Regions from separate parts of the Zea mays genome. Here region 2 is linked to region 1. The links are chromatin contacts, called in public Hi-C maps. All regions are on one chromosome and are shown on one strand. Each heading gives the region's core, a stretch centred on a gene start, on an enhancer-like site or on the middle of the called end of the contact. The rest is flanking DNA. Distances are from core to core; before and after follow the strand shown. Region 1 holds the start of LOC103632288 (SUPPRESSOR OF ABI3-5). Region 2 holds the start of LOC100284825 (60S ribosomal protein L44).

Evidence for each region. A called contact is a pair of places that touch in the nucleus more often than the background predicts.
Region 2: a contact with region 1 is called in a Hi-C map of tassel, with 2.2 times the contacts expected there. The contact joins the promoter of LOC100284825 here to the promoter of LOC103632288 in region 1. A contact is called at or near these places in 3 of 25 Hi-C or Micro-C datasets (endosperm, leaf and tassel).

Annotation. Positions count from the first base shown.
Region 1 is chr7:42,370,475-42,375,740 of Zm-B73-REFERENCE-NAM-5.0, forward strand. It overlaps LOC103632288 (SUPPRESSOR OF ABI3-5), which reads right to left and starts at 2,557. Exons shown (of 16, transcript XR_002263496.3): 1 at 2,156-2,557.
Region 2 is chr7:42,528,890-42,533,696 of Zm-B73-REFERENCE-NAM-5.0, forward strand. It overlaps LOC100284825 (60S ribosomal protein L44), which reads left to right and starts at 1,890. Exons shown (of 4, transcript NM_001157720.2): 1 at 1,890-2,056; 2 at 3,710-3,889; 3 at 4,010-4,084; 4 at 4,165-4,564. The coding sequence starts at 2,054. The coding sequence ends at 4,224.

The DNA.
Region 1 (5,266 bases), core at 1,307-3,806:
ACAATGTTTATTTTATGACTCAAATTCCCCACTTCAGCTTCATGCTTACTCTGATGCTACCTGGGCCAGTGATCCTACAGATCGTCGCTCCATCACTGGTTACTGTATTCTTCTTGGATCATCCCCTGTTGCTTGGAAATCCAAGAAGCAAGCTGCTGTATCTAGATCTAGTACTGAAGCAGAACTTCGAGCCCTGGCTACTACTACTGCTGAGATTATCTGGATTCGTTGGATCTTGGCTGATTTAGGTGTTTCTTGTGACTCGCCTACACTTCTTCGCTGTGACAATACTGGAGCTATACAAATTTGTCATGATCCAGTGAAGCGTGAACTCACAAAACACATTGGTGTTGATGTCTCATTCACTAGATCTCATTGTCATCAGAAGACCATTGATCTTCACTACGTGCCCTCAGAATTACAGCTGGCGAATTTCTTCACAAAAGCACAAACTAGGGCACAACATCAGTTTCATCTACTCAAACTCAATGCTTCAAATCCTCCACTTCCGCCTTGAGTTTGACAGGGGGTGTTAAGGCCCATATATTATTGTCTGCCTATATATATGCTACAGTACCCGAGGGGGCAATTATCTCGCCTAATCAAGGTTAGTAACAACCTTTTCTTCTTAATATATTGATACGCAGCTCTCCTGCGTTTTCGAAAAAAAAAGCACTCAGCGATGTCCATGCTATGACTTCTTCAATTTAAAGGAATCGGTAAAGTACACTAGGTCCTGGCTGGTTGAAAAGACAGGTGAACAGTGCAAAACACGAACAGAAATAGTAGAAAACATGTGAGAACAAATAGCTGTGAAGATTGCATAGTAGAGGAAACAGAACAGCTGCAAACAGTGTGAACAGTGGATGAGCAGGCACATAGGATCCCACCAGCCTCCATTTTACTCCTGGTTGAGGGAGTATATTATTTGGATGCTCTAATCATTCATACCTTTTCAAAATTTAGTTGTCGATGAAGTAATGCCCACAAATACATGTATGCGCACATGGACGTGCCATGGTATCAGATATGCCGGTCGATTCTGATTTCTGAATAATCGATTGGCATGCATGTGCAGATGTGATGCTCTAAATTGGTAGATTCAAAGTTTCAAACCTACATCGGCTATGCTAACTTTGAGAAGTTTTGCATACGAGGGCACTCCCAATGCAGAAACTATCTAGTAGTTTCCATGGCCCAAGAAACTACCTATAGAAATCATACCCAACAATAGCCCTGTTTGGGACAGCTTATTTCTGTAGAGCTTTCCTGAGAAGCTGGCTGTCTGAAGAATCTGCTAGCTAGATAATTAGGTGTTTAACAATCCTGATTTTTTGAGGAGACGATTGTCCTGAGTGTGTAATGTCCTGAGTGCCACTGGAACTAATGGTGCCTTGATTAATTGCTGAATAGATACATGTTGCATCATGAACTAGTTTTTGTACCTTTGGGTTAATAGTTCTATCATTTTCTACATGAAAAGAGATTAGTCTCCACATTTGGAACGAACACACAAGTACAACGGTTAATGCAACATAAGATAGATTGGTAGTGATCAAGCCAACAGTCAAGCAAGTTTAGCGACTTGGCATGCGAGACAGAAACAAAGCTAATTAAAACAAGCTTATGCTACCAAGCGGCTGCAATAGAATCTCACAAAGCACACATATCTGAGTCATCTACTGAACCACTTCCAACATTTGCTGTATCTTCAGTAGTTTGAGCACTATCTTCATTATAGTTATCAAAATTTGCATCATGTATGGCACTATCTGTAATGAAGCTGTGGAGAGCCATTGTAACAATTATAATTTTTGCTTGTTTGTTTATTGGATATCTAGGCAAGTTTAAAATAATATGCCACTTCATCTTCAGAACTCCAAAAGAATGTGCTACTCAACTAAAGAAATATGTACTGCTGGCATGGTCAAATGCATCAGGAACAAATAAAATCTGTACAACCGCCATGGTTAATGGGATGCTACTGAACGACTAAAAAACTGTACTGGTGCCATGGCCTACTGAAAATGAAATAAATCACGAAGGGACATAAATCCAACTACAAATCAACATTCTCAAAGGCATGAATGAATTCATCATCACTGAACATAAATGAGGGGGATTAGAAGAAGGCATAAGGACAGAAAAGGCAAACCTCCAATACGAGCTGTTTCTGCAGGCTGTCCACAAGTTGCAGATAGGTCGAGGTCGTCGGAGGTGGACTGGATCTGCAGGCCGTCGTCGTGGGTCTGCAGGGCGTGGACCCACACTCAGGCTACACCGACGAGATGGCGAGGAGACAGGCCTCCGGAGGAGAGGAACAGGGATGCCTACGTCGAATCGCTACAGGCAGGTTGTTGCCGCCGGCGACGAAACCCTAGAATCGCCCGCGGCGGCGCTGGGTGCGGAGAAAAGAGCAGGAGCGGACGAGACCGAGCCCAACGACCAACGTGATGCGTAGACGGGTGAAACGGACTTCTGATGGAGGGAGTGTTTATATGCAGTGGCATTTTTTTGGGTAAATTTGTTAACTTTGGGCTTGTTCGTTTTTCATCTCATTCCATTTGGATTAGAGGGATTATTATATAGGTTTAAATTTATAAGAGCAACTTCAAAACAATTCTATAAATTTGTTCCCCAAATCATCGTATTAGAGGCCGCTGAAAAAAAATCTCCCAAAAAGACTAAACCCACATAAGAATTTTAATACCTAGTCCCTGAAACTTTTAAAAAAAAGCTATGTCATCATTAGCGACATATCTCTACTAATCCTTAAGGCAATAGTGTAGACTAGCACAACCATGCCCCCGCCTCCATCTCGACCGTCCGATTGCCAACCCCGCCTCCATCCGAAATCGTCTGATTGTCTCGCTCTCGCTCCAGCTCCCGCAGCCGCACCCGGCCATGTGCGCAGCCACCCCCGCGTCCCGCCCCAACCCCCGTCGCCATGTGCGCAGCAGCCCCCCGGCCATGCGCGCAGCCACCCCCGCACTCGCCTCCATCTCGCGCAGCCATGCCCCCCAACACCCGCCTGCGTCCATGCCAGCTTCTCTAGATCCCCCACTGCTCGCGCATGGGCGCCCGCCCTCGCTCCCGCTCGGCTCTTCCCCGCCCGTCCTCCCTGCCTCGCGCCGCCCTCGCCCTCGACATCGATCTCGCTTGATCTGTCTGCTCCCGTCGCGTCCATCGTGATCCGTCAGCCGCATCCGCGAAACGCTCCACCTACGCCGTCGACGTCCACCTCGCACACCTTGCTCCACCTACTTTTCTCCAACGAGAAACTCTCGGTCCCCACGCGCGGTCCCGGCCCACGCGGTCGCGCCGTAACTCCAGCGGGCAGCCACACCGCCGCTGGCACGCCCCAGGCCGTGCCCCGCGGCTTCCTCTCCCGACCGACGGCAACGGAAACCCTTGTGACTTGTGAGAATTTTTTTCTCGTCCCATTCTCTTCTTTGCAAGATCCGAAAAATTGTAACCCTAATTTTCTGTATCTCAAATCCGAGTAGCTCCAGCCCTTCTCCAATGGCGGTCAAGGTCTACGTGGTGTAAGTATCCCCGCCGCTCCCCCGCTTCCTGAATCGCTCCCATTGGTGCCCTAGCTCCCTTGTATGCTTCTTCTCCTCGTCACGGATTCTGTACAGAGCCGCCGAAGCCTTCATAAGTTCGGATCAAACCGCATGAGCGCTGAACTTAGTTGTTTGTGATTCGAATCGACTAGAGTACTCCCGTGTTCAAAAAATACAGGCCATTCGCGTGGCCTTTTTTCATTTTGTCATAGTTGCTCTGGTAGTCCAGTGATACGTCTAGAAGGTTCCCGTATCGATCATCGCGACTGTGTCTAGTATCAATGAATAATCTGGGCTCCTTTTTTGCCTGTCAATGTCTCGGTTACGTCCATGAGGGGGTGGTTAGGCCTTGGCCCTCTGGTATGCCTTGATTGGGAGGTCGTGGAAGATAGCTTGTAGATCAATTAGCTTAATCTTAATTGAGCGTTTGGATCCGTTTATTTTATAGGAATTAAAATTTACTTAATAAAATAATGTATTTAGTTTAAAATTTAACATTCCACCACTTCCAAAGTTCTGAAATTTATAGAGTGGATGATGAAAAATAATTTTATGTATCAGTAGAATTTGTTTCTACTCTACAACTTATAGGACACTCTTCGGCTCACGACTCACTCTTCTATAGTAAAAATATAGCACATAAATATCCCCGACATCTTACTAATAATAGTATAAAACTGAATTAGCTTAATTGAATTCGATTCCAAGGGTCCAAACGGGGTCTAATAGCTATGAAGCGAAGTAGAAATAGATTGGTAGTCTGTAACTTTATTTTGTTGTTGTTTTCGTCGGGCAAGGAAGCAAAGTAGAAATTGTACTCAAATGACAATGGTGACTGATTTTGGTAACTACATTGACAAGCCCAAATATCCAAGATGCTCACGAGGACTGGTGCAGTATACCAACAGTCGTATGTTTATGTGTCTGTCTGTTTAAGGAACTGTCTGTTTATGTGGTTGTTCAAGGATTTGACTGTTTATGTGGTCGTTCATGTTCCACAATTCTATTTCATGTGGTTGTTGTTAATGCATATGTGCATGATCCGTATAGTGCATGTCTGTTGAAGGCATGAAGTTGTGGTTGCTATTAAGTCTAGATGTTTAGGTGGTTGTTGGTAAATTTTTTTGAACAGGCAACGGGGGGACAAAGAGTCCCCACCTGATCAGAATTTTTATATATGTAACATAAGGTATAGGTTACATAACATGTTGTTGGTAATTGATATGTGCACAATTTAGTTTTAATGAGTATAGGTCGAAGAAAACATTTAGCCTAGGCTCAGGTGCACAGAAGTATAGGGGGACGTGAGAAGGGGGGCATCGAACGACGGCTGGTGGCGGAGGCACTCAAAGGTCGGGGAGGACGAGGGCAACAGCGTTGAGTGACTAGGGTTCATTCTGACGGAGAAATGAGGGAGAGGCAACATGGAGAGGGGTAAATTTAGAAGATGAAGTTCCTTAACGGCATGGAATTCGTCTTAATGCTAAAATAAAAGGAATTCATTCGTCCACACACGATCTCAGACCGTCCGACACCCTATGTCGAACAATCCAGAGTTACACAGAGCCCACCATAGGGATCACAGGTGTTGTCCGACGCGACCGGACCGTCCGAGAATAGTACCGGATCATCCGATCCACTCGCAGACCATCCGACCGCACAGGTCGGACCGTCCGAAGCACCAGAAGTCACTTGTGATC
Region 2 (4,807 bases), core at 640-3,139, 160 kb after region 1:
CTTCTTGAAGCATTCATACATCCAATCACGACTATTACCCATCATTGCAACTATGTATGAGTAAGAAGTGCACATGAGACATTTACGTTTCTACACATCACGACCTACATCTATAGGTAATTGATAGGTCATATACCCACCCAAGGATGACCAATGGAGTGTGGTATTTGTGATCACCATATGATGTGCTCGAACAAAATTTTGGTGGCATAGCCTCACTGCTCTCTACTGCATGCCCGGTTTGGTGCAGCAGAGAACAACAAGGTTACATAGTCGAAATTCCATACGAGCACATCATGGTGGTCACAAATGACACACTTCATCGATCATCCTGAGGTTGTCCAGAAAAGGGACAATTCTGGATCGCCGCACATCACATGAGTGATGCATATGATGCATAGTCGTCTGAAACAGGTGACATATAGTTTTCGAAACAGTGTAACACAATATTAAGGGCGGAGATTACAAGGTAACCCTAACCGAGTAATATAAGATTAAAAGTTAACTCTAATCAATAAATAACATCAAAATCAACAATTCAATAGCATAAGCTAAATCTAATATAATAGACTTAATACTTACCTAACATCAAGCCACATAGTTAATATTTGCAACGTCAAATTAAAAATAGCAATTATAATGCGTAAAGTCATATTAAAACTAAGAACACTATCGATTAACAATTTTAAACTAACTCTAATCACATAAAAGTTAACTCCTGTCGATCATAAAAACCGACGAAAATAAACATCTTCATACATATTTAACTACTCTAATCACACTCGCATTTTAATTCGATAGGTTAGTGAGTTATCCCTCGATGACGAGGCAACATGAGTGTTGTTCCATGGGAGATAACGACGACAGAGGGTTCCTCGGGTGGCGGCAGCTCCTTGGCCCAACGGCTCTTTGGTGGCTGACCGGTGTTTGGGGGCGTGGGTGGCAGCTCCTGGGAGGGGCTACAGGGGACGACGATGGACGAGGCTCCAGGTCTGAGGGTGGTGGTGGCTCCTCGCCGGAGCTGGTGGAGGTGGTGGCGCTACTGGGTGGTGACAGCTCCTCGCTTTGGCTGGTGGAGGTGGCGGCGCCGGCTCCTTGCGGGGACCAGTGGATGTGGCAGCGTGGCTCCCGAACTGGCGGCGATGGAGGCAACGTTGGGCGGCGGTGCACGACAACTGAGGCGTCGGGAGAATGATTTTGGTCGAGAGAGAAGTAGCGCGTGTGTGGGTAACCGTGACCTCATAAACAACTAATCCCCATCGGCCTTGGATTGGGCCATCGGGAATAACTCAATAAACCCCGCCAGCTTAGGTCATAGCCGACGAGAGTTGTAAAACTCAAGGCGTGCTAGGTCACGAGTCATTTCATGGCCCATTAATCTCCGTCGGCCCAGGCTACGCCCAACAGGACTTATTGAACTCCTAGGTCTGTCGACATGGGTCAGTGCAGACAGGAGTTATTAATATCTAGGAGCGCTACTTCATGGCCCACTAATTCTCGTCGGCCATCGCCATGACCGACGATAGTTAAGTAATGCACGTCGGTCTAGCCCTTGGCCGACGACAATTAACTCTCGTCGGCTCCTCCGACGGAGATAGGTTAATTCAAGTCGGTTTTGTATTTGGCCGACGAGAATTATTTTGGCCGACGGAAGTCATCCTGATTCCTGTTGTGATTTGTTGGTGGTTACCAGGTGTGGATTACCCATTAGGTATCATTAACCGATTGGGTGTGGGTATGAAAACAATTTATTACTCATGAGCAGTGACGATAGTGTATTAGATAAAATTTAATTTCGCCGGTATAAATATAGGCTAGCGAGTTCGTACTTGTTGCTGTCTCTACTTGTAGGCTGAGTGATAAAAGGCTGTAAATCTACATGACAGGCCAAATATTGGACCAAGGAACAGGCCCATGAACTCGCTAAAGCGCAGGAGGCCCGGCTCTGTTCTGATATATCGCTCCGCCGCTAGGGTTTTCAGGGATCCCGCCTCACACCGCCGCAAGGACTCGCGACGGACGGAGCAACGGAGGAAGCAACTACGCGGCAGCCATGGTCAGCGACTCCCACCTATCCTCCTTTTACCTTGTGCTTACGATCTCAGGCCTTTTCTGTCTGCCTTGTGGTACATGGCCCTGGATACTCTGTCCCGATTCGTTCCTGTGTTTTGGTCTAATTCTGCCAGCTCGGGATGGAGAGCAGTAATGTAAGCGAAGCCTTTTTAGTGATGTAACTAGGGTTTGTTTTGATCGCTGGTCTCCGCTTAGTGCTATTTTAGTTTGGGTTTCTCGCGCGGTCGTGTATTGTGAATTTTGTGTTGTTTGAGGATTTTTGTATTATATAAGGTGTTGTTTGGATGCGTATTATCCACATCAATATACAAGTTTTGAAGTGGATTGTAGTGGAAATTAGTTTAAGTTGCACTCTAGTCCATGATACATTGCATGCAAACAAGGCCCAAACATCTATATATTTTCATCTATTTTAGTGGGCATTGTTAGTTTTAAAAAAAGCGTTTACGATTAACCAGACTGCAAGCACTTATATCTGTCCAGTTCGTGTGTTACAATATATAATTATATTTGCTGATCTACTGATCGTATGCATGCATGGGTATAAATAGAGGTATCTATATCAAGCGAAATGGTTATGCCATCTATTTATTGGCAACGTATCAGGTGAAAACCAAGTTTCCGTGCAAATCAACTAAGAAAAGTCACAAAAATTTGCCTAGTAGTGTCACATTTAGTATTTTATTTATCGATTGTTTGTCTGAGGCAAAATTAAAAATTTGAACTCGTGCAATGGTGTGCAAGGTCTTCATACTAATGTTTAATTACATCTTTTGTCTCTCACAAAGGATTGTTTATCTATCCTATTAACAACAAAATGTCTTGTGTACTAATTCAAGCTTCTAACTAGCATGTAGAGAATTCGTCTCACATTAAGTAAAAGACTTTACCAAGATCTCATTCTGTCATGAGTTGGTTTTGTTCCATGACTACATGCTAACCTTGTTGATATTTTTGGGGTGCTTGTGAGAAGGAATTGACCAACGTTATCAAGTCATCTGACTAATCATGATTAATGGTGATTAGTCGGGCTGATTGGTGCCATGGTGATCAGCTATACTTAAGATTAATCGTTATTAATCGTGATCAGTTGAGATTAGTCATGACTCATGATCAATCATGACTAGTCAAGCTAATTGGTACCATGGCGACTAGGACCAATTAGACGATTTGATAACATTGGAATTGATATCTTGTTTTACTGGCACCTTTCTTACTAGAGTTCTTTTTGTATCTATTGTGTTAGCAACTTCAAGCTTTATTGTTCCTTGTTCATGAATTGTAAGTTATATGATATTAGTCAAATTAACAAGAGACAGTTCACTTCGCTTATGTGAACCTTCAACTGTTATTTAATTTATAAGATGCTAATTATTTTTCACTAAGCTGCATTCTGTATATACTCCTTGTGGTGCCCTTTGTTTCTGTTCCACCATGAGCCTACCTTTTCGTGCACCTTAGTGCTAGTCATTCTTCTTTTGGACTTCCTATGATGTTTCATTTCAAAATATCTTATGATGAATTATTATAATTTTAGGGACTAAAATTTGTTCATATATTACTTTATTTAGCATGACTTTTCAGTTTATTTTATATTGATTCTTTGTGGATGAATTATGCTGTACACATTTCCTAGGTGAACGTTCCGAAAACCAAGAAGACCTACTGTAAGAACAAGGAATGCAGGAAGCACACCCTGCACAAGGTTACCCAGTACAAGAAAGGTAAGGATAGCCTTTCAGCTCAAGGGAAGCGACGTTATGACCGCAAACAGTCTGGATATGGTGGTCAGACAAAGCCTGTTTTCCACAAGAAGGTTCAACACAAATTCTCTACTGTTTGCAGTACCAATTACATACTGAAGGCTGCTTTTGGAGTTCTTAATGCGGATCCTTTATTTACTTGCTTCCTAACATTAACTCTTCGGTCTATTCAGGCAAAAACAACAAAGAAGATTGTGCTGAAGCTGCAGTGCCAGAGCTGCAAGCACTACTCTCAACACCCGATCAAGGTCTTTACGGCCATGCTTCATTATTTTGTGCCCTCGTTTGTGTTTTGTTCTTTGAAGCTAACTTTGTCCTTTAACTTCAGAGGTGCAAGCACTTTGAGATCGGTGGTGACAAGAAAGGCAAGGGAACCTCTCTGTTCTAAGCGTATCATAAACTTGCTCAGGGTCTCAAGTATCTGTCAGAATTTACCATTACAAACACCCTGTGCTTAGCTTCTGCATATGTTCTTTTGTCACATCTTTTTGGTACGTTGTAGTTTGTATGAGACCAAGCTATTGTTTCGTGTTATTATTATATTTCATGAAATTGTCAACATGACCGTTTGCTTGACTGTAAACATAGTTCTGAGCTTTGGGCAAACAGTAGTTTAATTTATCGTATCCATCTTGAGACTGTTGTTTGTTCGAAATATAATGGTGGAATGACGTCGTTAAGCGCATGGTACGTTTGTTCGAAAGTCTTACAATGTTACGCGTTCTCATCTATATGCACAACATTCTTGCGATCAGTTTTCATTGGAAAAAGTCCAAATTTGTTCATAGTTCAATTTATCGCTTCACCTATTTTAGTTAGGTGAATTTACCTTTTAGGGCTAGTTTGAGAATCCTGTTTTCTCACGGGATTTTCATTTTCCAAAGGAAAATTAGTTATTCCTTAGGAAAATGTAGTTTCCAAACTAGCCCTTAACAAATTTTGTCTTTTTTTATAACTCATGTTCTGAGTTG